Linked DNA regions of Mus musculus: region 1 is linked to region 2. Evidence: chromatin contacts called from public promoter capture Hi-C data. All regions are on one chromosome and are shown on one strand. The core of a region is the stretch at or near the end of the contact, and the rest is flanking DNA. Distances in the headings are between cores, read along the strand shown.

Evidence for each region. Promoter capture Hi-C pulls out the DNA fragments that hold promoters and counts their contacts.
Region 1: a promoter capture Hi-C map of trophoblast stem cells shows a contact between it and region 2, with 7 times the contacts expected there. The contact joins the promoter of Tspan11 here to the promoter of Rad51ap1 in region 2. A contact is called at or near these places in 1 of 39 promoter capture datasets (trophoblast stem cells) and 1 of 115 datasets of contacts at active chromatin or transcription factors (astrocytes).

What each region holds. Positions count from the first base shown.
Region 1 is chr6:127,883,941-127,889,259 of GRCm38.p6, forward strand. Tspan11 (tetraspanin 11) reads left to right here and starts at 3,682. Exons shown (of 8, transcript NM_026743.3): 1 at 3,682-3,938.
Region 2 is chr6:126,937,358-126,942,379 of GRCm38.p6, forward strand. It overlaps Rad51ap1 (RAD51 associated protein 1), which reads right to left and starts at 2,230. Exons shown (of 9, transcript NM_009013.4): 1 at 2,137-2,230. The coding sequence starts at 2,153. D6Wsu163e (DNA segment, Chr 6, Wayne State University 163, expressed) reads left to right here and starts at 2,609. Exons shown (of 14, transcript NM_138594.3): 1 at 2,609-2,669; 2 at 4,955-5,022. The coding sequence starts at 4,972.

The DNA.
Region 1 (5,319 bases), core at 2,432-4,931, 950 kb after region 2:
TGGTGAGCCAGCATGCACGTCAAGGACTGGGGCTACCGATTGGTGGGCCAGCACGCACACCAAAATCCTGCATTCCCTCCCCAACACCACCCTCTCCCACAACCAGTGAACGCCAGAATTGGGACACGGAGTAAGCCAGCGTGTAAATGAACACACCATTAATTTTTATATTAACACACATGAACTGATACTCTTTTGAATGCATCACGTTAAATAAAACACATCACAAAAATTAATTCCGCCTGGTGTTTTACCTGTTGAATTTGCACAGACAAATCACAGCTGCGTATTTTTACAGGCTAGTGGGAGATATTATGATTTTTTAATGCAATGTGAGATGGCTTGATAAAACCCAATTAACCCACCCGTTCAGCACCCCCAACACTTGACTCTTTTGTGCGATGTGAACACTTTGAAGGTTTCTCCCTTCACGTTATTGAAATGTGCTGTGTTTGTTGATGGGCGCCTGAAGTTTGAACACGGTTTTCTGATTGAGATCTGATGGTAGTACAGAGTTCTCAGGAGGGGCCTTTAAGAGGGACCTTTCCTGAGACCTGAGTTCTTTTCTTTGAGAGCATGATGGTACAGTGTCTGCCCTGTTCTGCCCATCTTCTCTTTCATAGCCCCTTCTAGCCTTATCCTACCAAGGGGCAAGCAAATACAACCACATCATTCTGGACTTATGTCGCTAAAGCCATGAGTTAATAGATTTCTTTTCAAAAGTAAATTACCCAGTCTCAGGTGTTATGTGACAGCAACAGAAAATAAATTTAGACATTAGCAATACCCGCCATGCCACGCAACAGACCCTCTCCCAATGACATTTCCCAATGTCTGAGGGTCTGTAACCTTAACCATTACCCCTCTCCACCTCTCTATCTTCATATGTTTAAATATGGCTCCCAGAAACCTTCAAATTACATATTGCTGGGGTTTTATTATTGTTGTTGCTGTTGTTGTTGTTCTAGATACTTAATGTCACTAGAGAGATTACTGGAGACGGAATATGTTAACCCAGATGTTTCCTTATATCCTGGTGTCCCAGATCATTAAAGGAATCTCCAGGACGTTTTCTAGTCTTCTCTCTCTAATTACTGTTATCTATTAATAACTCTCATGAGTATCAACTCCCCTTCATCCTTACCCCACACACCACACTTCTCCCTGCTTCAGCCTACCCCACCCTTCCCCAGATGGCCCCCAAATTTTCTCACCCTCTTTTTGGTACCCCTCCTCTTTACTGTCCAGTCTGCCTTGCATTTATTTACTTATTTGTTTTCATGTGTCTGAGTGTTTTCCCTGTATACGTGTCAATACCACATGCATTCCTGTGCCTGTGGAGGCCAGAAGAGGGCACCATATCCCCATGACTGGAATTGCAGATGGTTTTGCGTCATGATGTGGATGCTGAGAATAGGTCCTGATCCCTGGAAGAGCAGCCAGGACTCTTAACCCCTCTCCAGGCCTGTCTGCCTTGGATTTTACTGGCAGCTTCTCTGATCCTTTGTGACCATCCCTGTTCCTTGGAATTGCCTCATTTGAGTCAATCCAAGCCCTGCTCCTGGCCTTTATGCCATTAACCCTTCCCCTGTGACCCCATAGCCAAAAGGCCAGAGAGATGAAGCCTCACTATCTTTGGCCTCCAGCCTGTGCAACCATGTGTTAAACAAGCCTCTTTCTTTTAATATAACCTCATCTTGAGTATTCTTTTACAGCAACAGAAAATAAGCCAAGACCTTATCTATACTTGCCATACGGCACAACAGATGGAGATTTGCATGCAGGAGACCACTAGAAGATACTTCTGGTACAACACCTTAAGACAGAAGCAAACAAGGTTAGGCAGAGAATGGACTTGAATTAGGGTTTTCTTTGGGAAGCTGTGGAATTGGAGTGGATTTCAGAGCCCTCTAGAGCAGAACCAAGAGAGTCACCTTTGTGTGCTCTGCATTCGGCCGGTGGGTCCAGGATCCATATCCGAGCACCCCTCCACCTGCTGTATCTAGTGTGTCACCCCACTTTCCATCCCTGTGGTGAAATGCCTGCTATAAAGGACTTTGAAGGAGATGGAGGTTTCCTTTGGCTCATGCTGCCCCTGGTCCCCATCTCACAGGCTCCTCCTTCTGCTGCACAGCTCTGTAGACCTCTCTGCTGTGTCTTTTCCTTTCACCACCTGCATCCCCAGTTCATCTCTCAGAGAGATTACAGCCATGACCTCCTCTGAGTCCCTCCGTCCCACTTTCTTAGCCCATCTTCCATTGCTTCAATGAAATACCTGAGACTGAACAAAGTATAAAGAATTAAAGTCTATGGCCCATGTTCTACGGGTCAAAAAACAAACAAACAAACAAACAAATGGCCATGTCTGGCAAGGGCCTCATACTGTGTAAGGTCATGGTAGCAAGTGAAAGAGGGGAGTTATTTCTTTCAGAAATAAGGGGCAACACCATGCTATACAATAACCTCTGGTCTGTACACACACATGCTCATGCATCTGTATACACACGAACACACATCTGTTCACAGATGAACACATCCACACACATGGACATACATTCACACAAATAAAAACGAAATAGAAATAATCCACCCACTGGAGTAACCAGTCCACTGCGGGAACTGAGAAATGAGTCCTTACCACTCAAATGCTCTGAAAGGCCCCATGTCCCTGAACCCTAGCCGCCAGCTCTCAGGATGAGTTCCGAAGGAGACAGTCCCTATCTCATCTCTGCTGTGACAGGGCATTCTTAGCAGCCAGCTGGCCTCCGTAGCTAGGAACCCTCAGCTTTGCCTGCTTCCTGCGACTGAGTGGTCAACCTCACTGAATTTAGAGTCACCTAGGAAACGCACCTTCCGGTGCTTCTGTGAGGATGTTTTCAGAAAGGTTTCACTGAGGGATTGTGTGTGAAAACAGCTACATGGGAATCTGAATAACAAAGAAAAACAAAGCAAGCAAACTGAGCGCTTACATTTGCCCCTTCTGCCTCCTGCCGTCAAACACTCAGTGACCAGCCACTCCTGCTCTGGTGGCAGTGCCATTCAGTCTGTGATCCCCTGCACACTCGAATTTCCAGACAGAACAAACCCTTAAGTTTCTCTTGTCAGGTATTGTGGCATTGCGAGGAGAAAAATTAATAAGCTACCAAGCCTTGCTCACTGCAGTCAAGGCTGGCTAAGCACGGGCTGTTCCTCTTAGTAAATCACACAGGGTGCTCACCCACTGGCCGGGCAGTGTGTGTGTGTGTTGGGGGGGGGGGGGAGGGCGGTCAGCAACTCTTCACCCTCACCCACTGGCAGAGACTGGGTCTTGGTTGTCTGTCCTTCCACTGTGTTCCAGTACGGAAAGGGATCTGGCTTTTCTTTGGTTCCAAGGAGGGTAAAAGAAATGATGGTCCGCAGGATTTTGACTCCCCACCCCCACCCCACCCCACCCCCAAAAAAACCGGTTCCTGTGTCTCAGGAGTGAGGAGAGAAGTGGGAGGCTTGTCCCTACATCCCAAGGAACCTGTCATGGATTCAATTCTTCCGGGATCCTGGAATTTCCCCCCACTTCATGAGGATAAATCTAAGTCTGGGACAGTGATTACTGATGAGTGGGTGGGACGGGACAGAGGGCCATCCGCCTCTCTTCAGCCCCACCCCCTCCTCACAAGTTTCCTGGAGCCACTTCTGCACAACTGCCAGGACCGAGTGCTCAGTGTGCTCTGCTTTGGGTGGGAAAAAAAAAAAGCCAGCTCCAAACAAAGAGCAGCCCCGGTCCCGCCCGCCCCGGGCCTGTGGGCGCGTCCCCCAGTCTGAGTGAGAGGGGCAGCCAGCAGCCACCGCGGGCCAGTGGGCAAGGAGCGCAGGGTGGAGCGGGCGGCTGTGGCCAGGACAGCCACAATCACAGCTCCGGATTCCCGATCCCTCGCTGCATCCAGCCTGGCGGTTTTGGCCGGGTAAGTGCAGGTGGCGGCGGGAGACAAGAGCGCCGGTGGGGTTGACATTAAAGCACCAAGCCGTCCTGGCATGGCTCCTCCAGCTCAGCTGCCCGTCCCTGGCACGACCCCAGAGGGGCTCAGTGGCCAAGAAAGTTGCCCTTGGATGAGGATGAGGCAGCGGTGGGTGCGCGCATGGGTGTCGCACTGTGCTCAGCGGGGTAGGGGTGGGGTTGGTACTACTCTGAATGTCTGCCTTGCCTTTCTTGACTGGGTTGCCTTTAACTTTGTGCGCCCAGCTTTGATAGCTTGGGCCATACAGAGTGTCCTGTGTATGACTGGCCCTCCGTCAAATGCCCCCCCCCCCCGCTTTGTTAATCCCAAATACTAGGGGCTGTCTCTTGTTTGTTAGCAGAGGCAAAATGCCAAGTCCGTGGCTGCTGGACCCCATGCAAAACAGGGTCTGCTAGCTGCTGGCAGCTGCTGAGTCTAGGACACTGGGGGGTTGGTTGTTCCTAGGCAGTCTGCCGTCCCAGGCTGAGCTATCCACCTGGGCCCTGTTGTGTATCAGTGGAAACTGAGTTAGGCAGGCCTTGTCACCTATGTCTACGTGCTTGGCTTCCTGTGTTGAAGAGAGAATGAGGGGGATTCTGGAATGTAGGGGTTTTGTTTGAATTATGCAGTGCCCACATGTGACTAGTTGTAAAGCAGGGAGAGGACTAGTTGGCGTCTTAACTTGGGCTTAGATTGCAGAGAGCACAGGAAGAAGCAACCAGAGGCTGGCAAGTGGCACATATTGTGGCAGGAAGTAGGAAGGGGTACCAGAAGAAGAAACAATTTCTAGAAAATTCCTAAGTGCACTCCAGGGTGTAGAGTTACAGTATCGTAGGGTCTTGGGGAGAAAAAGAGGGTAGGATTGAGCAAGACTAGATGGTCTGTGTTTAATTAATGAATCACTATGAGACAGCTGGTGGAGTTTGGCAGCCTGGGCTTAGACCAGAACTTAGTAGGGAGTTTAGCTGCCATGACTATGTCCCAAAACTGTATCCCAGGAGAGTTATCAGAGCTCCATGGCGTACTGTACACAGTGGGGCCACTGACCAGGTCCTACTTGTCACCTAGGTGGTTGGAGGAACAATGTGGAGATGCCTGGGATGGGGCTCTAAGCAAGGGGGCGGCGCTGGGAACACAAGTACCCGCTAGTAGCTTGGGAGTGTCCTAGTGGCCTGCATCTGCTTGGTCAGTGGTGGTAGAGGGAGCCCCTACCCTCAGCACAAGAGGGGTGTCTGTCTGGAGCCTGTGTCTGGACTCTTAGTTGGAAATGTGGGAATTACAGACAGGCCTCACATAGTTTCTGTCTAAATATCTTCTGTGACACAGGAAAAAAAGAAAAACAGGCTTG
Region 2 (5,022 bases), core at 980-3,479:
GCCCCCTGGAGCTGGAAGGAGCTGCAAGAGCTATAAACTGTCTGACGTGGTTAGGAATGGAACTTGAGTCTTCTGGAAGAACACCAGGCACTCTTTTAACTATTGAGCCAGCCCACAAGGGCTTCTGTTTTTAACAAATATTTGAGTATGCGGCAATAGAAACTGCAAGGACTACAACCACCACAGCCTCAGTTTGTGCCAATCCCCATTCAGTGTAAATGACAGAAGAGTGAAGACAACAACTGGTTTGGCTTTACTGTAACACAAGTAATGAGCTAGTGAGATGCAGTGGCCAAAGTCACCCGCTGTGCAACCCTGACAACCTCCTGTGACTCCTAGGATCCATGAAAGGTGGAAAGAAGAGAAAGGACCCCACAGTTATCTGCTGAATCAAGACAATGTATGTCTACCACCATTCTCACCCCTTTTATTCACACAATAATTTACAAAACAACCCCCCCCCACCACACAAAATAACAACAAAAACCAGACCACAGTCATGATCTCATGGGGCTTCTGAGGATTCAGGGGACTGTGGATAACACTGTGACTACTACTATCCCAAATAACAGCAGTATGTCTTCAATATCTGCATGCCTGTCCCCTTCCAATTTCACCATGGAAGCAAGAGAAATCTAGTCCTGTCTTCTAAACCTCATTATCTCAAAGGGGCCCATCTCAGTCAATACAGAGACGTAGCTCAGTCCATAGAGACAGTCAACCTTGATTCTTTGTTTTCTCTCCTCTATAACCACTTGTCAGAAGTACCTAAACTTGAGCTGGAGAGATGGCTCAGTGGTTAAGAGCACTGACCACTCTTCTAAAGGTCCTGAGTTCAATTCCCAGCAACCACATGGTGGCTCACAACCATCTGATGCCCCCTTCTGGTGTATCTGGGAACAGCTACAGTGTACTCATATAAATAAATCTTAAAACAAAACAAAAAAAACCCTAAACTTACTTGCTCCATCTCCACACCACACACACACACACACACACAGTGCCAAAGTCACACACAACTGATAGCATCTCAATTCCCCCCTCCCCCCTGCTTTCGCTCTGGCCACTCCAGTCCCCCTCAGAGCCAACCAACAGCCGGTGGCCTTTATAAAAGTGAAATGAGAATATCTCAGGCCCTCCACCACTGAAACTACAGATTTCCCATTTGTCTCAAATAAAATTCAAACTCCTAAGACCTACAAGCTGCTTTAGATAGATTTAGATAGATTACAACTGCTTTGTAATCTATCTGACTCAGTCCTCAATCCATCCACATGCTTGTTCATCCCACACCTTCAATCTGCTTCTCAAACATGGTGAACCTTGGGCTTTGGCTCCTATTTCATGTGAATGCCCCTTACATTTTACCTAGGTAACGCGTTCATATGATTTAAAGTAAGGCTTTTCTCCTTCCTCCTATGTTACATTGTGGTGTTTATTTTGTTACTCCCCCTTATCTCTCCCCACCCCTCTTCCAATAGAGTGTAGCCTCCAGCTCTTAGTACAATACAGGCCTAGGAGAATTCACTAAGTTTATTGTTGTTTGGTTTTGCAGGACTGGGGTTTGAAGCTGGGGGCCTCTCATCTGCTAGGCAATCACTGGACCACTGGGCCATAGTCTCAGCTATATTCAGTCATTCTACTAAATGGATGGCCAGCCTGGCATCCCGGTTGTGATCACAGAGAGATTCCAACAGTCTAAAGGAAAGCAGATAGGAACTGGGGGTCATGTGACAGGGCACCACGGCTTGAGCTGGAAGTTAAATGGGCCTCTCTGCCTAGGGATTTGAGGGAATAGGCACACCTGCTTTTTCTGTATCGCTCAACGTATGACAGCCACTTAACGCGGTCGCTCGCTGTCGCGTTAAGCGCGACTCAAATGCTAGCCTACCAGGTCCCTCTGGAGTGGGGTGACTCAGGGGCGACAGCTGCAGAAGGAGGCCGAGGGGCGGCAAGCGAGATGCCAGGCGGGCTCCTCTGAGCAGCGGGTGGCTCTCACCGGAGACTGGCGACGAGCACCCACCCAATCGCGCTGCCCTCTGTCGGATCTCGTCCTCTCCCGCAACCATGCATGACAGTGGCCCCCATCGTCCCCGTCCTTCCTCTCTGCCCCGCGGGACGTCACCAACCACTCACCTGATAGGACGCACCATGGTGCCCTGCCTAGAGCAGCAGTGCTCTGGAGCTGGGGAGCAGCTGTGGCGGTTTCAATTCCCGCCGAAAACCAGACGTCGCGCTCCACGCCCCGCTGCGCCAGCCCGCCAATCACCGCTCGCCTGCCTGAGGCGGCGCCTGCGTGCTGAAGAGAGGGCGCCTGCGCACACACACCGTGGCCCGGGCACGCCATCCTGGATCCTGTCTGCTCAGACTTAGCTTTTGTTTTGATACTGCACTTTCGTCACAATTGCGATTTGGTACCGAGTCTAAAATACAATATAAAAATAGCGACACGCCTCCAATATTTAGAATGACTAACTTAAAAATAACTGGAACAAAGGGGGTCTTGGATAGGCGTTTTCCTTGGCGCTTGAGGAAAGAGAAACATGAGTTCCGAATCTGCCAAAGTGGATCTATTGGAGGTTAAAAAAAAAAAAGCAAGAAGTCAGCTGACTTATTTGGGCAGTTCTGCGTTGACAGCTCCAAGTGTGCTTTGGTGTCTGATGAGAGAGGTGAGTTCGAGCCCACAGCGAAGAAGCCCCTTCAGTGTGGAGGACCCAATGACGGTATCTGGTACAGACTTAAAGAACAGAAGGAGTCTTCTAAGGGCCATCTAAAGTGCTGGAGTGCAGCTTGCCATTGCCAGTTCAGTGTTTGTGGTCAACTAGGCTTGTCGTTTTGCATGTTGCTCTGACAGGGTGTAGGCACACCCAGAGAATTCGGAGACGTAAACTGGATTACGATGAATTGTATCCTGAGAGCAACAGACCACAGGAACAAAGAGTAACATGAAAACGTGTGTTTTTATTGGTTTTGTTCTGTTTCATGTTACAATGTATTCTAATTACTGTCTCACCTTATGTCGCACCTGTCCCTACTAACTTGCCCATCCCTCTAATCTCTGCATTTCCACCAGTCCCCTTTCTAGATTCATGTCGTTGGGTTTTTTTTGTTTTGGTTTGGTTTTGTTTGTTTTTGTGACCCTATATCTTAATTAGACCAGACTATTGAATTGCGACTACTCATTGGAGCCTGGTGGGGGCACCCGTGGGCACACAACTGAAAAATAACTTCCCTTTTCCTGAATCTGCCCATAGAAAACAGTTCCTTAATGACACATGGGTCATTCTGAGTCGTCTTCTCTCTTCCCTCTGCTGCTGCTGAGGCTAATCTTATGCAGACCTCTGACACTGCAGTGAGTTTACTGCTGTAATGGCAGCGTCTTGTCAGAAGGTGGCATTTTGTCTTCCTCTCTATGATCTGGTTCCTCTATTTTTCCACTTCCTATTCTGCAGTGTTCCTTGAACCTTCACAGAGGTGGTATAAATGCCTTGTTTAGGGCCGAGTCCCCATCCATCACATGTTCTCACCTTGTGGCACCTGGAGTCTGTACATTCATTATAGTTCACTGGAAAGAGACAATTCTCTGATTAAGTCTGGGAGTAGCACTTGTCGTGGGTATAGACATGGTGGTTTGACAGTGTCCATTTAACTGAACAACAGTATTTATGTTCCCCCCCAGGGCCCATCATCTTCCCTGCTATGGGTTTCCAACAGGAATCATAGTGCCAGGCAGGGGTATGCTCCTATAGAGCTGACCTCAAATCCAGTCAGAGCAAATTGGATACCCTCATAATGGTACCCTAGTGCCCAGATGAGCATGTCTTGCCTGGCAGGTTAGTAGAGTTCATAGAGTCCACAGCTGGGTTGGACCAGTAATGAAATTTCTCTTATAGCAGCCTCCTTAGTATCTTCAAGGACCATAAAAGATAGCCAGCAAAGAGGAAGCTTCCAGCAGAGTTCCAGCTTGGCTTTTTTATATCATCAATTGAGCTGTGCAGTGTCTTTAACAACAGAGTTTATCATCTAGTTTTTATGGACGACCAAGAACAATGACAACAATCTCTACTGTCCTGGGAGTTCATATATATATATATATATATATATATATATATATATATATATATAAATGCATACATATATATGTACATATATGTGTGTATACATAGACTGATGGCTAGCTCTTTAAGGGACCTCGACTCCTACTGTCTTTACTGCATTTTCTTTTCTCTGAGTAGTGTTCAGTGTGCCTTGGGCAGCATCCTGTGTGGTCTGTTCTGTGCCCGTGCTTCCTACTTGGAGATCTTTCTTGTGTTCCCATATCCTTTTTCTGATACATCTCCTGACCTTCAACATCAAACATCTTCAAGCTACCACTGGGTCTCCGTTGTGTTTGGCCACTTGTATGAGTTCCGTAAGCTAGCTGTACACTTACAGACCCCCAACCCGTCCCTCCTCCAGCATTTCCTCTTGCCCCCCCCCCACTCTGTACCTTCCCTTGTATTAACTACTTGTTATTCTTCCCTAGGAGTAAAAGTACTTCTTGAGCATATTGTTTGCTCTGAAATTAACTTTAAAATAACTTTTCATTTTAAAAAAAAAGGAAGAAGCAGCATTTGGTTTTTGTCACGAAGATGAATGTGCAGGAATAAGCAGGAAACACTATAATAGACTGGTTGTGGTGGTGCACACCTTTAATATCAGCACTTAGGGTGGGGTGTGCTGAGACAGGAGAATCAAATGTCTGACATCATCCTAGGATACGTAGTCCTAAGTCACCCCAAGATGCACAGTGAGACATCCTCTCTAATAAAATGGAAGGAAAATGAAGACTGGAGTCGTTGGTTCAGCATCGCATGGGGGCGGGGTGGGGTGGGGTACAGTCTCTGAGGGATGGGCTGTGTTTTAGAGGTGTCCTGTGGCCGTTTGACTCATGGTTCTTTGGCTCATCCTACAGAAACCCTGCTGAAGAATATGAAGAAAAACCGAGAAAGGTTCTGCAACAAGGAAAGGGAATTTGTGTAC